5 separate regions of the Mus musculus genome follow, and all the other regions are linked to region 1. The links are chromatin contacts, called in public HiCAR-type, HiChIP or PLAC-seq and promoter capture Hi-C maps. All regions are on one chromosome and are shown on one strand. Each heading gives the region's core, a stretch centred on a gene start, on an enhancer-like site or on the middle of the called end of the contact. The rest is flanking DNA. Distances are from core to core; before and after follow the strand shown. Region 1 holds the start of Ap4b1 (adaptor-related protein complex AP-4, beta 1). Region 2 has its middle 11 kb from the start of Gm34548. Region 3 holds the start of Slc16a1 (solute carrier family 16 (monocarboxylic acid transporters), member 1). Region 4 holds the start of Bcas2 (breast carcinoma amplified sequence 2). Region 5 has its middle 7.8 kb from the start of Gm38412.

Region 1 (4,143 bases), core at 1,048-3,547:
GGGGACATCATCTATAAGAAGGTACACACTAGAGAGAGCTCAAAGGTTAAAAAGTATTTTGTTGTTCTTGCAAAAGAGATGGGTTCAATTCCCAGCACCCACATGACAGTTCATAACCACTGGTAACTATAGCTCCAGGAGATCTAATGCCTTCTTCTGACATACACAGACACCAGGTACAAGCCATACTTGTGGTACACTTACACATGCAGGCAAAATGCTCATAAACATTTAAAAAAGCAGGGCTTGGTGACCCACACCCTTAACCCAAGCACTTAGGAAACATAGGCAGGTGAAAGCCATGTTCAAAGTTCAAAGCCAGCCTGGCCTACATAGTAAGTTCCCAGGATAGCTAGGGCTGTCTCAAAACAAAATAAAATGAATCATTATCTGTGTCACGTTTTCCAAATGAGCTGGTCACAGAGCTAAAGCATTCTGTGAAGAAGCATTTTCTGACTTCCATAGTGGCTTCAGATGTTTAGGAACTCAAGATCAACTAAGAAGTCAGCTAAGAACATCACTGATTTGAAAAAAATCCAGTGTAACTACTTGAAGTAATACACAAAATACAGACCAAGAAGATCCACATCCACATGCCACTATGGAAGTCAGAAAATGCTTCGTCACAGAACGCTTTAGCTCTGTGACCAGCTCACTGGGAAAACGTGACACAGATAATGATTCATGCTAGGAGGCACGAGCAAGAACTAAACATTCTTTTTGTTCCTTGGGTGGCATGATAAAAAATTTAGATTTCAGCCAGGCGGTGGTGGCACACACCTTTAATCCCAGCACTTGGGAGGCAGATGCAGGCGGATTTCTGAGTTCAAGGCCAGCCTGGTCTACAGAGTGAGTTCCAGGACAACCAGGACTACACAGAGAAACCCTGTCTCAAAAAACAAAAACAAAACAACACAAACAAAAAGTTTAGATTTCATTCCACTGATTACTGTTTCCAATGTTGTGGAACCAAACTACTACAATCAACTGAGACTGTTTATTTACAATACAGTTCCTGGATTCTATCCCATCCTAATGAAATCAGAATTGATCCCTAGATCACGATTTTTTAAAAAAGGACCCCATGGGACTTTTGTGTCCTACCTACAGTTTTGAGCTACAACTATAGATTAGTTACACGTTCAAACATATATAATAGAAAAAATCCTAACCAAAGTGAGGAGACAAGGCTACTTATTAATAAACTACCACAACAGGCTTTGGTAATTACAGCCTGAGCCAACAACAGTACAACTTTAAGAACAAGAATTGATATTTTGAATTTTTCATACCACCTGACAGTAGACAATGTTTTCAAGGTTGACTAGCAAGCTTGGTAGGGTGCCTGGTGACATTCATAACACAAATACAAGCAGAATAGTAGGTTTAAAGAGGAGAAGAATGATAGTATTATTTTGGTCATATCTTTGATGAACTATCCAAGTCGAAATGTAAAGCAAGCAGAAAGATATACAGGTCTGAATCTAGAAAAAAGGGAGAACTGTTCTACGTTAAGTCATTGAACCAGGAGTCAGCCGCAATTGCTAAAGCCTGTGGTATGAAGGAGACCTCTCAACTGGGCATGGTGTTCCACACGGAAGACTGAGATGACAACCCAGAAATGCAGCCTCAAGGCCAAAAGATAAAACTGCCCTTCTTTAACTTTTTCAGAGTGATCGCAGAGCTCTGAAGAGGATTAAAAGTGGGGCCGGGGGGGGGGGGGGGGAGTTAGAATTCTATGGTAGGTTGGTGATACCTAATAACTCGCTGGATGACATTCCGGTAGCGCAGCCTATCAGCCTGAATATGAGGGTTACACAGAGCCTTCTTCAGTTCCTTCACCACGTCCTCAGAGCCAAGGTATGGCATCGTCGCCAACACTCACGGGACAGTTTCCACAGACCCGTAGGGAACTCGTGGGCTCCTCCTAATTTCGATGTGGGAGCCTGAATAAAGGAGATGTAGTCAGTGAAAACACTAACGGCGAGATGTCACTTTGCTGTGCCTGCCCCCCAGGGCGGAACACATTCTTGGGTCCTCGGGCGAGCCCCGACCCTTCAGGAGCCGCCCGGAGACCCACAGGCCGTTGGCTCTGCCCAGCAGATCTCAACTCTCTCTAGGCCCAGTTACGAATTCTACACTAGCAAAAGGCCAAAGACCTAGCACAGCCTCCTCCCTGGGAATCTAGTCCCAGTGGCCGAGGACACCCCAGACAGCTTCCTGCGGAAATCCCGCCCCGTCGCCCTGAGACACAAGGAGCAGCTTTCCGGGTCGCGCCGAGCGCCGAGCGCAGGTCCGGGGGGGGGGGGGGGGGGGCACCGACCTCCGGACGCCCTTCCCCCACCCATTCTCCCCCTCGGCGCAGGCGCGCAGCTCACTGTGTGAGCGCCGCGGCCGGCGATCGGAAATCAACTACTAGGGTCTGTCTCCCCGCCGCCGCGCGAGCTTTGACAATGTGGGGACTGGGCCCGAGCTCCAGCGCGCGGTTGTGAGTGATGCTCTCCCGACTTCTTCCGCGTTGGGCGCTTTCATCCTGATCGTCCCGAGCGCGGCCACCTTCTTTTTTCTCACTCTGTCTACTAATTCCGTTTCTGGGATGGTTTTCCTTTAGGGCTTCTGGACTTGTTCCAGAGTCCACTTGTCATTGGGACGCTGTCGTGGAAACCTCACTCAGGAGTGCGGTTCCCGCGAAGACCCCACTGGGTGACACCTCAACTCTGCCACCATGAACGGGGTCGTAATCCCCCAAACGCCCATTGCTGTGGACTTTTGGAGCCTGCGCCGTGCCGGTTCGGCGCGGCTCTTCTTCTTAACCCACATGCACTGTGACCACACGGTGGGTTTGTCTAGCACTTGGGCCCGGCCCCTCTACTGCTCTCCCATCACTGCTTGCCTCTTGCATCGTCGCCTGCAGGTATTGGGGCTGGGATTTGATCGCTGAGACCTAGTCCAGGAATCTGGGTGGGGACTTCTGATCTGTCACAGTTTGGGGGATTACCGAGTGGGAGACATAAGGACTGAATTTTTACAAATGTGGGAATTGATCCCGGAATGAGACTGGCTTCTAGTTAACTACCTGGAGGTTTTTAGTCAAGGAAATGATTCCTATCTTTTCAAAAACCAGTGCTTTCCTAATTTGCATTTAAGAATCTACCAGACTGTTCAGTGATAGAACACTTGTTTAGTGTGTGCAAGAACCCTAAGTTAGATCCCCAACACTCATTGCCCGCCCCCAATAATTCATCTAATGTGCTAGATAAAAACACATATTGTCTAACATCTCCTCATCTTGTCTGTGTCAGTAGAAGTGGCTGGTGTGAGACTGGAACTTTTTTTGACAGTTGTTTCCCACCCATGGCTGGGATTATCATGATAGGAGAAAGTGTGAGAATCTTTATTTAGACTGTTTTCAGATTCTGAGTTTAAATCTGTACAAAGGGTGGGAGACAGAAGAGGAAGGAGAGATTTCTTGGGAATCCTTATAACAGCTTACATGAGAGTGGTTCAGAACTCGGTCAGCTTTCCTTGATGAAAGAGAAGTCTATGGTTACTCGGGTGACCAACTGTTTTCCTCAGGTGTCTAAGCACTGGATCCGGGCCCTGGAGGTTGGCGAGAGTCATGTATTACCTCTAGATGAAATTGGGCAAGAAACCATGACTGTAACGCTCATAGATGCCAATCACTGCCCTGGTTCTGTCATGTTTCTCTTTGAAGGATACTTTGGAACAATTCTATACACAGGTGAGCCTCCCAAGGCATTCCTCACACTTTATAGCTACCTTTACCCAGAAAGATAGCTTTATCCCATACAGGCACAGGGACCCTTTCCAACTGATTTCCTACTTGACCATCCATCCTTTACTTTGTTAAATAAAATCACAAGAGCAAGAAAACAAGAAAGGCATGTTGGTGCTCGCCTTTGATCCCAGCACTTGGAAGGCAGAGGCTGGCTGATCTCTATGAGTTCAAGGCCAGCCTGGTCTACTTAGTGAGTTCTAGGACACCCAGCCTATGTAGACAAACCCTGTCTCATAAGAAAAACATCAATCAAACAGAAAATCTCCAAGAGTGGGAAAGAGACATTTTCACAAAGAAACTAGACTGTACAGTTCAGTGCCAGGACAGTTTTTGCATAAACTCGT
Region 2 (4,143 bases), core at 560-3,059, 860 kb before region 1:
AGGCTGCGTGCTTCCTGTTAATAGTGGGCTTTGGGGTGACCGTCAGTATTCCCAACATGGCTGTGAAAAACTAGGGTCTTTTTAAAAAGAGGGCCTGACTATTGGCCAAAGGTTCACAGTTTTCCTCTCCCCTGCTAACCCCATCTCCCGACTCTGCTTCAGTGTGCTCAGCAGAACTCCACTTGGTGAATCTGGAGAGAAGTCTCTAAGGGCTCCTGGCACGGAATGGGCACTTCCTCATGGTTGGTGGAATTGAATTGCATGCAGGTCATAGAGTGGAGGAGAGAGAAGAGGCTTTCTGCGAGCCCAGTCCGAGACGGGGAGATGCGAGTGGGCACCTCCCTAGGATCAAGTGCCAGGAGTAGATGGGGGCCCCACCCTATCGGGTGGCACCTGCTGCAGAAACTGGCAGGCGCCTTGGGTTCCTCCCAGCCCCCACCTCTCACCCCTGCTGCTCAGCCTCCTCTAAACCTCCTTAGGTTCCCTCTGCCTTCCTCTCCACCCCCATCCTCCTCTAGACTGCCATTATTTCCAGACCAGATGGCCCAATTTGAAATGAAATCTTGCATGCAGTCCTGCCTTCTTCCAGTCTGGTGCACAAACTACATCAAACTACATCAAAGTGATATGGCTGAGAACAGAACAAGAATGTCACCCCCACCCCAAATCAAAGGCCTCCCATGGCTCCCCTAGTCCCCATCAGCTAAAGCCCAGACTCTCCAGAATGACCCGATATGCCCCTGCTTTCCCTGGTTTCATCTTGTCCCCACTCTCTCTGCCTGTCATGCTGGGCCACCCTTAGATTGACCTGTTTGCTCCTGACAAACACCAGACCTCCTCAGTCTTCCAGCACCTGCACGCATGCATATATGCCCCTGAAGGTGGAAATGAGTATTTTCACACAGGCCATATTAGAGGTCCCTTCTGCCCATTTAAGACAGGCCAGGGAGTCACCTTTAACATTCGGAATTGCAAGCTTTTTACACTTACCAATCTGCTTTGGGCTCGGTCTGGCGTTTCCCCCCACCCCCACCCCAGCCTCCCACCCACCCACCCACCCCCGTGCCCTTAGTCTACATGCTGCTGCTATAAGGTGTGGCTTCATTTTACTTGCTGTTCAACTTCCTGGGCTCAGCACAGCACTTACACGCTGCAGGCATGGATTACTAACAGCAGGAATAGGGACAGGAGTCCACATTTACTCAGCTCTTGTGGTTGAATGCCAGGAACTGTTCCGGGTGCCCTCCAGGCACAACACTGTCCACACCAGGCCCAGCCCACCCCCACCTCTTTCCTGTCTCTCCCTAGCAAAGGCTTTTTAAAGACTGCACTTCCCCTGCCATTGCCTCATGCAGGCCCCTGCAGACAGGATCAATATTGAGACCCTCACATGGGATCTGGAAGGGGGAAGTGGGATGAGACCATGGTGTCCTGTTGCTGTGGTTGTGCTCTGGCCAGCAGGGCCATGCAGATGTGAGCTCTTTCCTGCAGCAGGGTCTGGTACCCAGTTACCACCTCAGAGCCAGAGGACAGTTGGCAGCTGTGATGACACTGTGTCTTCTGGCACACAGCCAGATGGGTGGAGCCTGGACCTCAGCAGGGCTCCTGGTAGCTTTGGATACTCAGCAGCTTCCCTCCTGTGTTCAGACAGAGAAGAGGACCCTCTGGGGCTCAGCCCTGCCTCTACCTCTGCCTCCAGCCCCACCCCTATCTCAAACCACTTTCTCTTCAGAACTCCTGCAGTGGCTGCAGGGAGCTGAACCCTGCTGACTCACTCAAGGAGTGTTAGTTTTACAGGCCCAGAGCCATGAGGCCAGTGAGTGACAGGCTTGACCTCAGGTTTTCCTGACCCCAAGGCCTAGTCTATCCTTTCACTGTATTGTGAGCCATGTGATACTGAATGCCAGATGCTAGAAAGGTCACAGAGGGCTCCTGAGCAAAGGCCTGGACTGACCCCATGAAGACAGGTACCCAAGGGAATTGGTACTTCCTGGGCAGCCCTTCAGCACAGCCTGGGATAGTCCCTGCTGGCCTGACCCAGAATGGGAGGTGTGGGGTGCCTGGGAGAGCCAGGCTGACTGGTCCTGACGTCAAGCTCATGGGAGAAATGTCCCTTTGTTGTTCATCTCATTGTTGTCTAATTACAGTGACCCAATCTCTGTACCATGGATGCCTTGAATGTGCAGCTCAGACTTTGAAAAAGACTCAGGGAGACAACTGCAAATATCAGAGGGATGAACCCAATAATGGAGAGTGTGTCCCTCAGCCAGAAAACTAGAGGTCAATGTGGCTAGAACAAAGCAGAAACTCAGGCTCCAGGAGGAAACCAGATCTGAAGAGCATTCATGGGCTGGGGAGATGCTCGGTGGGTGAAATGCCTGTCCTGCAAGCATGGGGACCTGCGTTCAGATCTCCACCCACGTAAGAGGCCAGCAAGGGGGCTACAGCTGTAACACTGGTGCTGGGTCCAAACAGAGACAGGGGGATCTCTAGAGCTCAATGACCAATCTGTGAGCTCAGGGTTTAGTGAGAGAGGGGGAGTAGGAAAGGGGAGGAGGGAGGGAGATATAAACCAAATAAATAAATGTAATTACAAAGAAAGAAAGAAAGAAAGAAAGAAAGAAAGAAAGAAAGAAAAAGAAAGAAAGAAAGGAGGAAAAGAGGGAGGGAGGGGGAGGGAAGGAAGGAAGGAAGGAAGGAAGGAAGGAAGGAAGGAAGGAAGGAAGGAAGGAAAAGGAAGGAAACCAGGGGGTAGCATGTTCCTTTAATCCCAGCACTCAGGAGTCAGAGGCAGGTGGATCTCTGCCAGTTTGTAGTCATTCTGGTCTACACAGTGAGTTCCAGAACATCTAGGGATGCATAATATGACTCCATTTCAAAAAAGTTAAAAGAAGAAAAAAAAAAAGAACATCGGGATCCTGATCACTGCCTGCCCTGTTAACCGAGCCACCAACCAGAGAGCGAGCATGGGGCTGAGCCACGCCCTCTGCACATACGTAACAGCAGTGCACCTTGGTCTCCTGTTGGACTCCTAAGAGCAGGAGCAGGGGCTGTCTCTGACTCTGTTGCCTGCCTTTGGAACTCTTGCCTTAACTGGGCTGCCTAGTCTACCAATCCTCAACAGAAGGTGAGCCTAGTCTTACTGCAACTTGATATGCCAAGGCTGGTTGACATCCATGGGAGGCCTCCCCTTCTCTGTGAAGAAAGTGTACCGGACCTCATGACAGTCCACATGTGCATGTTGAGGTGGGAAGTTGAGGTGGGTGTCAAGTGTCTTCTTCAATATCTGTCTACACTATTTTGGACACAGGATCTGAGCCTTGGAGTTCACTGATTCATCAAAACTAGCTGACCAGCAAGCTCTAGGAATTCTGCTGTCTCTACCTCCCTAGTGCTGGGATTATAGGCATGTACCATCAAGTCCTGGTTTTTACATAGATGGATCTAACCCAAGGTACCTTACCAACTGAACCATCTCTTTCTAGCCCTCTAATTTATGTCTTGTTTTATAATTTTTTTTTAACTGAAGGCTTTTTTTTTTTTTTTTGACAGGATTTCTCTGTGTAGCCCTGGCTGTCCTGGAACTCACTCTATAGACCAGGCTGGCTCGAACTCAGAAATCCGCCTGCCTCTGTCTCCCAAGTGCTGGGTTTAAAGGCTAGCCGAAGGCTCTTAACTATCAGATACTTACCTTGAATTTGCTATGCAGCTAAAGATGGCACTGAATGCCCTGCCACTAAAGCATTGGTTCTCAACCCATGGGTCCAGACCCCCAGAGGGGTCACACATCAGATATTTACATTACAATTCATAACACCAGCAACATTACAGTTATAGAGTATCAAGAAAATAATGTTATGGTGGGGGGGGGGTCACCACACCATGAGGAACTGTATCAAAGGGTCGCAGCATTAGGAGGTTGAGAACCGTTGTTGTATCGGCATCATAGATGTATTCCACCATCCCTGGCTATGTGGTACTGGCGAAGAGAACCAGGCTTTCCTGAACACGAGTTCAACTCTACCAACCGAGCTACATACATCTCAATCCCCTAATTCCAGTTTTGATATTAAGACTTTAAAAACCAAGCTGGGAGGCCGGTGAGATGCCTCGGTGGTTAAGAGCATTGACTGCTCTTCCACA
Region 3 (4,143 bases), core at 1,050-3,549, 830 kb before region 1:
CAAACCAAGGGTAAATACTAGAATCTTCTTTTCTGCTGAATCTTAACTTCTCTATCCACAATTTTCAGTTTTGTGTTCAAGTTCCATATTCCTAGTCCATATTCCCTAGTATGGGAAATAAAAAAAGTCAAGTAGGCATTATACGGGGACCCAGACCTTGCATGAAATGCATAATAGGAAGTTCCTGAGGCACAGTGGGAATGAAAGTTTCAAGAAGTTGGGAAAATACTAATCTAACACTATTTTTTGTCAGAGTTTATAGGTATCCAAGTTTACACCACCTTATCCCCCACCCTGCCCCCCTTAATCTGTTTAGGATTATGTAAATCGTACAGCTAAAGCTTTAAAACTCTCAAAATGCTCCTCAAACTAAGAACTTTCATATTTAACAAGGTCACAATCTGATAAACCAACAGCATCTACTTAAACCCACAATGAAATGACTGAAATACACTTAATTAAACATTTATTCTAGGACTGGGCATGGTAGCAGACGCTTTTAATTCCAGCACTGGGGAAGCAGAAGCAGATCTCTTCTGCGCTCAAGGCCAACCTGGTCAACAGAGTTCCAGGACAGCCAGGGATACACAGAGAAGCTCTGTGTCGACCCCCCCCCCCCATCTAAAGTCTTGAATTATTGGTCATTTCTTATGATACTTGGAAAGCAAAGTTGTAAAATTTAGTCATTTTTACTTTTTTTTTTTTTTTTTTGAGAAGGGTCTCACTATGTAAAGCCTATACCTCCTGCCTGTACACCTTGGATTTAATTTCCGAAAGGTTAAGGCGATGGACTGACCACTTCCTTCTCCTTTTTTCCTCTCTCTCTCTCTCTCTCTCTCTCTCTCTCTCTCTCTCACACACACACACACACACACACACATACACATCCCCGAAGACTTGGACTTAGAAGCACCATTTACCACTTAATTAAAATAAATGAATGATGAATAAATAAATTCAAGAGTCTCTTATTCAGCTGAGAAAAACAAGCAAAACACGAGAACAAAAACCCACCCTGCTTGATTTAATTCCCATCCACCCTTTCCCAAACTCTCGTACAATTACTAATCTCACACATCAGCATATACTCATTTAAAACCAAAGTAATTTTTTTTCAATGCCGACGATCAAACTTTGGAGCCTCAGGCATGGTAGGCCAGGCAGGTAGGTACTCATGCCACTGAGCAACACACCCCGAGCCTAAGCGGAATGACGCCTTAAGATTTCAAAATTAGTTATGGGTAAAAAAAAACAAAAGTAGTTTGTCACTGTGTAACTACTAGCAGTAGCCCGCCAGTTTATAATGAGCCACTGGAAAACGGGAAAAGACTGAAGTAGTAACACGTGCGTTTCCTGGTTGAGTGATCAGACGCTAGTTTTCGTAACTGCTGGTTGCACCAAAAACGCCATCATAAAGAAAAGCTAAAATGTACTCGGCAAAGGGATGTACTTGGCCCAGAAAGTGTGCTCTGACCAAATATAAGGACGTTTAAATCTGCTCCACAGGGATGCCTTGGGACCCCGTGCCCGCGGCAGACGCGCCGAAGCCACAGGTTGGACCATAAAGAGCCCCTTCCTCAAAGTTCACTCGAACCCCGTAGTCTTGTACCGGCGGTCCGCAATGCAGCTCCTCACATTCCTCACACCACTCTAGCAAGTCACCTGGTGGGACACCGATTGGCAGACCGGGGAGGCTGGGCGGGTATGCCACGAGTCCTAAGTAACTCCCGCCCCAGCAGAAGGCGGCAGGAGTGCACCACGTGAAGCGGCCTCAGGTCGTCCCTCTTCCCGACCTAAGCATCTCTCCAGGCGCCTAGAGTAGGCAGCGCTGGAAGCGTCTCCCCCAAGGTCACCGGGCACCATGACCCGACTCCCGCAGCCCGGCGGCCGCCACCTGACCACGGGCCCGCAGCTCGGCCGGGAGAGACGCTGTGCCCAGCGCCTCAAGGTCCCCTTCACCCACGCCACGTTCCGGGCCACGCGGCTCCGCGCGCCCAGGATGCCGCGTCGCTCGCCCCGACCCTTGCCCCAGGGAGGAAAGTCCCCGCGTGCCCGCGGGGCTCCGCGACCCCACCGGGGCACCAAGGGCACCGCGGATTCCGTGCCGCGCGCTGCCCGCTCAGCCCGGACTAACCGTTATGTGTGTCTCGCGGCGCCCGGAGTATGCGTGACGCGGCGGCGCGGGCCGCAGTTCCTCGGAGCCGGGGGGGTCCCGCTCGTGTCCCCTGCCCGCCGCCGGGCTCCTTGGCTGCTGCACCTACACGACCGACCAGTCACGTCGCAGCTCGCCACTTTGTCTGGCGGGGCAGGCGCGGCTGCCTTATAACCCGCGGGGGCCGGAGCATGCGCACAGGGGGTGGAGTCGGCCTTCCCGGCCGCCGCCCCCTCCCTGCCATACATACTCCCAGCTCGGCATCTCGCGCCTCCACACGCTGCGGGCTGCGCGTGCCCGCTCGCTCGCTCGGGCGCGCGCGCCGGCGCCCCCCTTCCCGCCACGTGACCCGGCGCCGCGGCCCGGAGACCCCGCACATCCTTATCAGCGCTCTGAGGGGGTAGCTTCTTTTGGCGCGTGCCGGGGACGCCATCGTGGGCCTCACCCCTCAGGCTCTGGAGGAGAAAAGGGGAAAAAAAAACTGCCCTGAGGGCGGACCCTGAGGTGCAGAGGGCGAAGGCGATGGACCGTCGGAGTCCGGGGACTGAACAGCATTTTGAATGGACGGACACTGGTAGACTCCGATGTGGGCCTGGAACCCGGGCTCGGGGACCCTGGGAAGTTGCTGGAACCCTCCGGGCCTGTTTCCTTGCGCTACATCAGCCACTATGGAGGCGTTAGGAAGTTTAATGTGCGATTTTACGCAAGTATCTCGTCACAGAGCCTGACCTGTGGCATTTGATGAACGCTTAGTTTAAGGACAAGCCGGTCAGGAGAAACTGGCCCCGGGGCAGAGAGTGTGTACGTTGGAAACGCTGATATGAGCATGCTCTTAGGCCAGAAGTTTATGAACACTGGATTTGGGGGACGGGTCGGGATTATGGCTAGTGGGATTAGGACAGTTGCATGCTAAGTAAGCACTGTACCAGAATTATCTTGTATGATCTTCACAACCGTATTAGGTGCCAAGAAGATCTTGTAACTAAGGAACCCCGGGCTTCACGAGGTTAACTGGCAGAAGTCACCAGGCTAGGAAGTCGCCAACATTTAAAGTCAAAGCCACAGAGCCTGGTGTCACAAGAGCCATTTTCGGTTCTTCACCAAGCCCAGATTCCAAAGTGTCTTGAAGTGGTAAACTAGTGAGTACTCTTGATGGCCAGGACCCTTGATATTTTTATTATTACGAGATGGGTATTTGGTTGGTTGTTTTTGATTTCTTGTTTTTTTTTTTTTTTTTTTTTTTTTTTTTTGAGATAGCCTCGTGTGTGTGTATAGCTCCACCTGGCCTGGAACTCATCATGTAGATCAGGCTGGCTTCGAACTAAGAGAGCAAACATGAAAAAAAAAAAAAAATCAACCCGCCTCTGTCTCCCTACCGCTAAGATTATTTGTTTAATTTTGTGTTTTGAGACATGGCCTTATTATGTATTCTCTTGGCTGGCCTGAAACTTGTAACGTTGATTAGACTGGCCTCAAACTCAAGAGATCCGCCTGGTTTTGCTTCAGTGCTGCTATTAAAGGCATGTGCTCCATCACACCCAGTGAGAATATTTTTTAAAGTCAGGCCTTCTGGCTTCCAAGGCTCTTACTGCATACCAAGATCCTGCCCTCCCCGCCATTTGCTCTTCGACCTCTCCCTACCTACACTGGTTTTCCTAATCCTCCGAAATAGGCCCTCTACTTAGTTTTGTGGATGAAGAACCAGAGATTGAAAAGAGGCCCTGTGTGCCCCAGCACTCAGGAGGCAGAGGCAGGCAGATTTCTGAGTTCGAGGCCAGCCTGGTCTGCAAAGTGAGTTCCAGGACAGCCAGGGCTATACAGAGAAACCCTGTCTCGAAAAACAAAACAAAAAACCAAAGAGGCCCTGTGTGCCTTCAGCTCCCCTCTGCCTCCTTTCAGTATGAAGAGTTCATACTAGGAACTCTTAGTAGGATCCAGTTTGAAATCCACCAAGTGCTGCTTATGAGCAATATTTTGTCTTTTACATCTGA
Region 4 (4,143 bases), core at 1,179-3,678, 640 kb after region 1:
TGACAGTCACCAAGACTCTCATGTCTCTTGTTCCTATTTGTCTATCATGACCTTTCTTAGGTAATGTCTAATTATCAGCTTTAAAAAAAAAAAAAAAAAGACTTTTAAAAGATTAATTATTTCATGTATGTGAGTACACTGTCGCAGTCTTTCCACACACCAGAAGAGGGCATCGGATCTGCATTACAGATGGTTGTGAGCCACCATGTGGCTGCTGGGATTTGAACTCAGGACCTCTGCAAGAGCAGTCAGTGCTCTTAACCGATGAGCCACCTCAGCAGCCCTTTAGGCAACTTTTTAAAAAGCTGATAAGCAGTGCTGGAGAGATGGCTTAGCAGTTAAGAGCAGTGACTGCTTTTCCAGAGGTCCTGAGTTCAATTCCCAGTAGCCACATGGTGGCTTACAACCATCCATAAAGAGATCTGACACCTTCTTCTGGTGTGTCTGAAGACAGCTACAGTGTACTTATGTATAACAATAAATAAATCTTTTTTTTTGTTTTTTTTTGTTTTTTTTTTCCAAGACAGGGTTTCTCTGTGTAGCCCTGGCTGTCCTGGAACTCACTTTGTAGACCTTTGCTGGCCTCGAACTCAGAAATCTGCCTGCCTCTGCCTCGTGCGCCACTACGACCGGCTGGTACTCTCTTTTTATTCTCACTTCCTACCCACAGCAGCAAACACAAACACTCTTCCAACCACTGGCAAAGCAGCTGTTACCATAGCTCAACCTCATCTTACCGTTTCATGCTGAGTAATTCAATCGGTTGTCGAGCAGCGAGTCTTTCAAATTCATTTCTCATTATGTCTGTCTGATGCACAAACACCACAAAGAATTAGTAACAGAATCATGCTGAAAATAATGAATGCAGTTTACTGAGATTTTATACTTTGTACTACACATTATAGCGAATCTTTTCCCTTCTCAATCACTACTCAAAAAAAAAAAAAAAAAAAAAAGGATGCTAATATTTGAACCCAGGGCCACTGACACATCCCCCAGTTGAGGTTAATTCTATCTAGAATCTGAAGAAATAGGCATATTCTTTAATTCCATATTCTGCCCAGGCATGAAAGGAGGTGGACATAGAAGAGTCCACCTCTCAAGGATTAACCCTAAACCAGCAGTTTTCAATGCCCTGTAGTCAGCCAGCTGTGGAACTCTGAAAACAGCTTTAATCCCAGCCCCACGTCACGTTGTAATTCACAACACACAACAGTCTTGAATCATTTCAGGAAGTCTCCGCTGCTGCATGACGAACTGACACAGTGTAAACTGTTTGGGTACAGTGTAAATGGTGAAGTCACATGATGTAACATGGACCAGAGCTTAGATCTGGGACTTGAGTTTTCAATTAATTTCTGGGTTAGTACTTTTTACTCTTGCCAAATTTCTTGCAGCTCCCACATCAGTTATGAAACCCCCACTGAGGAGTCACAACCCAGTTTAAAAACCTGGCATCTAGATCCGAAGTATCACACATCCCTGCGCATGGAGCAGTCTCCTTTCAGCCTGAAAGTGCTTCTAACAACATCTAAGTGGTGTTTTTTGGTTGCACTTGTAGAATAACCACTTAAAAACAGCATGCAGTTAGACATGCTTGTTCAGGCATTCATACACCTGTTAACTATCTGAGACTTGGTACAAAAGAATCTCCCTCCAGGGGTGGCAAAGAGTACAGGTACTTAAGATTATAAATATTAAAATCTCGTGAGTGATACCTGTTCTTGAGTGGACCTTAGAGAATAAAGGGCCCTTTTGTGAAATGTACCATGACTCTTCTACACACACACACACACACACACGGAGGTGCACACTATTAAACAAATCTGCAGAAACTAATGGAGCATTTCGCAGGTTCTTGTAGTACGAAGCCCGTGACATGCGCATCTGGCGGTTTCAAACCGACTCACACCTACATGGCACTCAGTACGAGCTGCAGGCACCAGCTAACTTGGAAGGTGGAGTTCACTTTACACAGCTAAAGCCCTCACTCCCGTATCAAAGTCCGCAAGCCTCCTGGCTTACTTCAAAGGCACACTTACTTCAAAGGCAGAATAATCCGGGGCCGTCAGGTAGCTCAGGTAGTTCTTGGTAGGTCGGTATCTGCGCGTCTCCTCCTCCACCAGGGCCGCCGCCTAAGAACGAGAACAGGCCAGGGTCGCGGCGGGAAAGGGCGGCGTGCCTTCGGCGGACCCGCCGCACATGACCCGCACTCACCGCTTCCCGCACGCCGGGTGCCTCATAGCCTTGGTCAAAATATGGTAGCGCATCTACCACCACCTCTCCGGCTACCAAGCCCGTGCCCGCCATCGCGCGGCACTAGGCTTCAAGAGCGCCTTCTGAGTCTGCGCAGCCTCGGTTCTAATTCCACTGCGCCTGCGCCTGGAATGACGTCACACACGCCGCTGCCTTTGGGGCTTCGATTCGGGCGCACGCGCAGTTGGTAATTATAGCCACTAGGCTCTAAGCCTAAGCATCACGTGCTGGCGTGCCGGGGTGCCTTTCTTTGTATGGGTGCCGTTTTTTTTTTTTTTTTTTTTGAAGGAGTGGGTAGGGCAGACTTCGGAAGAGGTGGTTGCTGGACTTGGCTGGAGGGGAGAAATATATTTTCCACATCCTTTAACCTTCCATTGTTTAGACTCACATAGTGCTGGGCTTCTAGCGCTCCCTTGCTTTATCCTCATTTCGCAGCCGGTCCCTTAAGAATGTTCTTTTATAGAAACTAGAAATGTGCGCCTATTTTCCAATTAAATTTTTAGATCCAACAACCTGAGGGGTGCGGCTCAATGGCAAAACCAGGTCAGTCCGCAGCACTGCAAACACCTCATCCCTTCCATGACTGTAATTATAACTATAAAATGCCTCATTTTAGAAGCTCTGCCTTGGAGTGGAGGCAACTCAGGGGAGAGCTAGAAGCCCAGAAAAAGGGAAACTCACAGGAATATGCTAGGGTGACCATAAGACTTGAAGCAACAGGGGATATAGGACCTGAAATGGCCACCTCCTGGAACCAGGCAAGACTTCCAATGGATTGATGGGGACACCAATCTACCCACAAAACCAAAATTTGTCCTGCTTACAAGATGTGTGGGGATAAAGATGGACTAGAAACTGAGGGGATGATCAAGGCCCAACTTGAGACTCATCCCATGAGAGCAAGCCCACCCCTGACACTATTAATGTTTTGCTACACTTCCAGACAGGAGAGGCTTCGCCCAACAGCTGCTGGAAACAGATGGAAAGATCCACAGCCAAACATTAGGCAGAGCTCTGGGAATCTTGTGGAAGAAGGGGAGGAAGGAATGAAGGAACCAGAAGGGTCAAGGACACCACAAAAAAAGCCATACAGAATCAACTAACCTGGTCCCGCAGGGGTTCACAGAGACTGATCCACCAACCAAAGAGGCTGCAATGGACAGTCCTGGATCCTTACACACATGTAACAGATATGCAGCTTCTGTGGGACCCCTAACAGCTGGAGCAGGGGCTGTCTCTGACTCTGCCTTTGGACCCCCTTCCCCTAACTGGGCAGCCTTGTCTAGCCTCAACAGAAGATAGGCCTAGTCTTACTGCAACTTGCTATGCCAAGGCTGATATCCACGGGAGGCCTCCCCTTCTCTGAGGAGAAAGGGAGAAGATGGGGAAAGGAGAGAAGAGAGGGAGTAGGAGGATAGGTGGGAGGGAAGGCTGTGATCAGATAAAATAATGAGAAAATCTTGCTATTTTTTGTCTTTAGGGCCTATACAAAACCCAATCATTTTTGCCTTTAGGATTTGTGGTAATAAAATATTACTCCACGTTGCCTCTCAACCCCTCAGGCTGTAGTTAGCATACATTCTTTGTAAAATATCTTCCAGACTAAGAGGTAATGAAAAAAAGATTGTGAGACTATATAAGCTATCCAGTGTACGTTCAACCAAGAGCTTTGGAAAAGTTGATCTCGGTTATAATCCTGGTTAGTCTAAGCTGGATTTGAGTATTTACGAATTTACATTGTGTAAATGTGCTGTTTATGGGTTTATGTAAAGTGTGTGTGTTGTGATTTGATAACTGCCTCTCATACATAGGCTTAGGGATTTGAACACTCAGTCCCCAGCTGGTGGCGCTGTTGCAGAGGTTTAGTTACTTTTGCTCTCTGCTTTC
Region 5 (4,143 bases), core at 787-3,286, 590 kb before region 1:
CACTCAATCGTCTAGGCAGGTCTTGAACTTATGATCCTCTGCCTCAGCCTCTGGAGGATCAACTAGAGTCAGTGCCATCAGACCAAACCTGACCCTGCATCTTAGCTAGCAGTCTGCTTGCAGGATGGCTTGGGTGAGCTACTCCACTTTCCTGCCCTTGTGCTTTCCCACCCATTGAACAGGGCTAGCTAGGAACAGCCCTTTCTTTCAGAGTTGCTGTGAGGATTATTCGGGATATTGTGTAGATAAAACATGGGTACTGTTTCACATAATATTGAACAATAAATACTGTTGGCTGCTTCTGTGACTAATAAAAGCAAGCCTAGCTTAGAATGACCTTGACATTGACCATAGATGATGGCAGACTTTGCACTGGGCTCTGCCCCACCACCAGATCTCAAAATTCAACTCATTCTAAGGGGCAGGGCAGCTGTGAGCAGGAGGCAGTAAATTAATTTGGCCATGGTGACTGCATTAGTATGCTTGCATTTTGAATTCTCTCCAAATAGATATGACCTTAAAAGCAATGGTGACATCCTCTTCCTTCTGCTTCTTGTCACCTCCCAAAGCTGCCTGCAGTTCTCAACACCAAATGAGCCAGGAGAGAGGCTCCTGGTCCAGGAGTCCCAGTTGGCACAGTCAACATGAGGGGTGGTGCTAGGCTACCGGCCTGGGGCTAGAACTGCCTGTCTGCGAGGCAGAGTTTACAGGAGAATGACAAGAGCCAGCACTGGATCAGTCAGCGCTGGATCCAGGGAGATGCACACCACATCTGCCTGGCCCCTGGAGGGAGCAGGAGGCCCTCAGTTTTCACACTTTGGAGGTTCCAGGCTCAAGAGAGTGATAAGATCTAGAGGAGGCAGAGTTCCCCTACCCCTGGATACTTTCTTCTTGCAGGAGCTAGATTGAGACCCTGTGCCATTCCCTTTAAGTGCCCCCTTACCTTGTCACCAGCTGAGTGGCTGGCAGGGGTTTCAGAGGGACTTAGGAAATGGATGACTTGGGAAATGGCTGGTGTCACTGTGTGTTTCCAGGGCATCCATCTTACCCAGCCTTTCTCTGAGGCTGTTCCACCCATTTGTTTTCACTATCGAGGGTGAGTCCCGGGCAAACCACCTGTACATGGAACGGCTGTTCAACGCCCAAACCTCCCAGTTTCATCAGGAGTCTGCTGCTGTTCTTCAGTTCTGCGGGGGTGGGAGGGGGAGGGGGAGGGGGAGGGGAGGGGGCGGGAGAGACTGGCTATCATTTGAAGTGAAAAATTGGACAGATCCTAAATGGGTTTGGGAAGGGGAATGGCTGTGCTTTTCTGCTTCCATTGCTCTGGGCTGCATTACGCTGCCATTAAAAATATATATAATCACGAAGATTATGTGGTGACTTGGAGAAATGCTCTCGTATAATGTTAAACAGAAATATCAAATCTCATTTTTTGTTGCCATGAATATAGCTGTAAAAATTATATGAACATCTAGATAAGACCAGAAAGGAGTATTTTTTAAGGATATAGGAGAGTAAGATCATGAGCATAATTTCACCTTTCTTGGTATATTCTGGTATCTAAATAAAAAGATATTTTAAGGGGCTACAGAGATGGCTCAGAGGTTGCTGCTCTTCCAGAGGACCCAAGTTTGTTTCCCAGTACCCATGTGGGGTGGTTCACTACAGCCTGTGACTCCAGCTTCAGAAGTTCCAAAACCCCTTTCTGGATTCTTTGGGCACTTGTGTGCAATGAACATACCCACCCATACATACACTTACAAAAAAAAAAAGATAGGAATAAATAAAAAAAAATTTAAATCTTGTGCACTGTCTCATACTTCCATCCTGCCCAGTTTCAGCCCTCCAACCCCCTCCCCCCCCAAAAAAAACCCACACACACAGAAGAGAAAAAAGAAGCTGAGCCAATGGATTTTTACCAGTCTGACTCCTTAGTATGCTATCAACTTTTCAATACATGTTCAGAGGAAAAGATATGACTGTTTTGAAAACAAACCTCAGGTGAACCCATTTCTCTGGTGGCATTCCTTCCAGTGTGTGGTGACTCACAGTGAACGGTGCCCCTGCAATGAGGGCCAAGGCAGGCAGGCAGCCAGCAGTCTAGGGAGGGGGGGATGGGGCTTGTACTCCTGGAGTAGACAGCAGAGGTGGACCTGGTAACCACAAAGCTGCTCACTTCTTCTTCATTGGATTTGGAAGTATGAACAGGAAAAACAAGAAATCAGCCTTTGACAGTATCTCCCAAAGGATGACGGGTTGAAGGCTTGGTTCCCAATCTGTGGTGCTGCTGAAGGGGGGACCTACCAGAATGAAGTTGGATCTCCAGGATACTTCTTTAAATGGGACATTAGACCCTCAGCCCCTTCCTCTCCTTATATTCCTGGCCGCCATGATATAGGCATCTCCTTTACAACTGGCTCCTGCCACAATATTCTGCCTTGCTTCAGAAATCTCAACCCCCATCTTCTGTAACAGAACCAACCTGAAACATCAAGTCAAAATGTTCCACTCACTGTGTGTCTGTGTCTGTGTCCGTGGTGTCCGTGGTGTCCGTGGTGTCCGTGTGTGTCCGTGTGTGTGCATGTGGAGGCCAGAGGTCAATGTCAGGTATCTTCCTCAGTTGCTCTCCACATGTGTGTGTGTGTATGTATGTATGTATGTATGCATGTATGTATGCATGTTTGTATGAATGTATGTATGTGTGTATGCATGTTTGTATGAATGTATGTATGTATGCATGCACGTATGCATGTATGTATATATGTAATCTTGGCTGTCTTAGAACTTTATTGTGTGAATCAGGCTGGGCCTCAACTCAGACTGAGATCTGCCTGCCTCTTCCTCTCAAGTGCTGGTCACCTTATTTTTTAAAAAACAAGGTCTCTCAATGATCCAAGAGTTCACCAATTCAGCTAAACTGGCTGGCCAAAAATCTCCAGGGGTCTGCCTGGGTCTGCCTCCCCAGTGCTGGGTTACAGATGCATGCCTGGATTTTTGGTGCTGGGGATCTGAACTTAGGTTCTCATGCCTGAAGGACAAATGTTTTACTGACTGAGCTACCTCCCTCTTCCTAACCTTTCCTCGGTTTTAAGTTGGTTTCCTCGGGCGTTTTGTTACAGTGATAGAGCACAGGAATGTGGATGGCATTCCTGCCACCAACCCATTGCAGAAGCTCAAGCTCAGCAGCGTCTCCCCAGATTAGGTCCAGTTTTAACCCCACTCTCCTTGACAGAGGGGCAGGAACACTCAAAGCAATGGTGCTGAGCGCTTGCCTTGCAAGTAGGAGGTAGAGGCCATCAGAAGGTTTCAAGATCAGCAACTGAGGGGCCAAGGCTCTTATGAACAGAGTGACTTCATAAAAATTAAGTGAGGTTATAAGAAAAAGCTTTGCAAATGCAGAGCCTGTACATTAGTTTCCTAGGGTAACAAAATTCTGTAGCTGGGGAGTTTAAACAGCTGGCAGTTAGTGCCTCAATTCTGGAGGTGGGATTCTGAGGTCACGGTGGCAGCGGGTTTTCTTCCAAAGCCGCCTCTTTGGCTTGTGGATGAGTGCCTTCCCTCTGTACACGGCCTTCCTTCTGTGAACACCTGTCTCCTAATCGCCTTTTACCAGGAAGCTAGGCACATTGGATGGCAGCCTACCCTAATGACCTCATTTTACTTCGTTCTTAGCTTAATTACCTCTTTAAGGACCCAATTTGCAAATACACTCACATTCTGGAGTTCTGGAGTTTAGAACCTCAACATATAAATTTGGTTGGAGTGGTTGGGAATTTGAGGTTTGCCACTATACAACTTAACTGACAATAGAACAGTACAGATATTTTTTTTTCTTGATTTACCCAGGACTGCAGTGACAGGCATTTAGAACCCAGTGGGGTACGGCCCTGCTGACCGCTTTCCTTGGCAGTAGCCGGTGAGAAGCAGGAGGAGATGCCAGGCAAAACTCTGAGCTCCTCCCTGCCGCTGTGAGGCTGAGCCCTTCCAAGTGCTGCCTCCAGCCTTGTTGGGCAGATAAATGAGCTGTCTGCCCATTGGCTTGGAACACCTTTTTGGTTTTTTTTGGAAAGCAATTGGCAAATACTCAGCAGTTACTAACTGGATGGAAACAGTTGTGCATGGCCATGGGTGTGGGTCTTTGAT

Evidence for each region. Promoter capture Hi-C pulls out the DNA fragments that hold promoters and counts their contacts. HiCAR-type assays count read pairs that join an accessible place to other places. HiChIP or PLAC-seq counts read pairs in DNA pulled down with a chosen protein or histone mark.
Region 2: a contact with region 1 is called in an H3K27ac HiChIP or PLAC-seq map of microglia, with 4 times the contacts expected there. The contact joins the enhancer-like site here to the promoter of Ap4b1 in region 1. A contact is called at or near these places in 5 of 39 promoter capture datasets (the 3T3-L1 cell line, hippocampal neurons, liver and 1 more), 1 of 15 datasets of contacts at CTCF or cohesin (large pre-B cells), 1 of 484 Hi-C or Micro-C datasets (pro-B cells) and 4 of 115 datasets of contacts at active chromatin or transcription factors (large pre-B cells, microglia, pancreatic cancer cells and 1 more).
Region 3: a promoter capture Hi-C map of the HPC-7 cell line shows a contact between it and region 1. The contact joins the promoter of Slc16a1 here to the promoter of Ap4b1 in region 1. A contact is called at or near these places in 4 of 39 promoter capture datasets (the C10 cell line, the HPC-7 cell line, HPC-7-derived erythroid cells and 2 more) and 8 of 115 datasets of contacts at active chromatin or transcription factors (the 230-238 cell line, bone marrow-derived macrophages, effector CD8 T cells and 4 more).
Region 4: a HiCAR-type map of astrocytes shows a contact between it and region 1, with 2.8 times the contacts expected there. The contact joins the promoter of Bcas2 here to the promoter of Ap4b1 in region 1. A contact is called at or near these places in 1 of 39 promoter capture datasets (liver), 1 of 484 Hi-C or Micro-C datasets (the G1E-ER4 cell line), 4 of 115 datasets of contacts at active chromatin or transcription factors (astrocytes, bone marrow-derived macrophages, effector CD8 T cells and 1 more) and 1 of 9 other capture datasets (adipose tissue).
Region 5: a FOXA1 HiChIP or PLAC-seq map of pancreatic cancer cells shows a contact between it and region 1. The contact joins the enhancer-like site here to the promoter of Ap4b1 in region 1. A contact is called at or near these places in 2 of 39 promoter capture datasets (hippocampal neurons and liver) and 4 of 115 datasets of contacts at active chromatin or transcription factors (acute myeloid leukemia, forebrain, large pre-B cells and 1 more).

The regions. Positions count from the first base shown.
Region 1 is chr3:103,807,671-103,811,813 of GRCm38.p6, reverse strand. Ap4b1 (adaptor-related protein complex AP-4, beta 1) reads right to left here and starts at 2,297. Exons shown (of 10, transcript NM_026193.2): 1 at 1,757-2,297. The coding sequence starts at 1,869. It overlaps Dclre1b (DNA cross-link repair 1B), which reads left to right and starts at 2,427. Exons shown (of 4, transcript NM_133865.2): 1 at 2,427-2,914; 2 at 3,577-3,742. The coding sequence starts at 2,726. Gm15471 (predicted gene 15471) reads right to left here. Exons shown (of 5, transcript NR_040412.1): 5 at 3,374-3,600.
Region 2 is chr3:104,668,032-104,672,174 of GRCm38.p6, reverse strand. No RefSeq gene overlaps it. Among named protein-coding and RNA genes, the nearest start is that of Gm34548, 11 kb to the left of the region's middle. Within about 2 kb of position 1,809, at least 157 of the 459 cell types and tissues checked have an H3K27ac peak or open chromatin away from gene starts, as enhancers often do. A contact at or near this core is called in liver, microglia, pancreatic cancer cells and 2 more, where this site is marked.
Region 3 is chr3:104,636,820-104,640,962 of GRCm38.p6, reverse strand. It overlaps Slc16a1 (solute carrier family 16 (monocarboxylic acid transporters), member 1), which reads right to left and starts at 2,299. Exons shown (of 5, transcript NM_009196.4): 1 at 2,135-2,299.
Region 4 is chr3:103,169,940-103,174,082 of GRCm38.p6, reverse strand. It overlaps Bcas2 (breast carcinoma amplified sequence 2), which reads right to left and starts at 2,428. Exons shown (of 7, transcript NM_026602.4): 1 at 2,218-2,428; 2 at 2,043-2,135; 3 at 738-808. The coding sequence starts at 2,310.
Region 5 is chr3:104,399,299-104,403,441 of GRCm38.p6, reverse strand. No RefSeq gene overlaps it. Among named protein-coding and RNA genes, the nearest start is that of Gm38412, 7.8 kb to the left of the region's middle. Within about 2 kb of position 2,036, at least 6 of the 459 cell types and tissues checked have an H3K27ac peak or open chromatin away from gene starts, as enhancers often do. A contact at or near this core is called in pancreatic cancer cells, where this site is marked.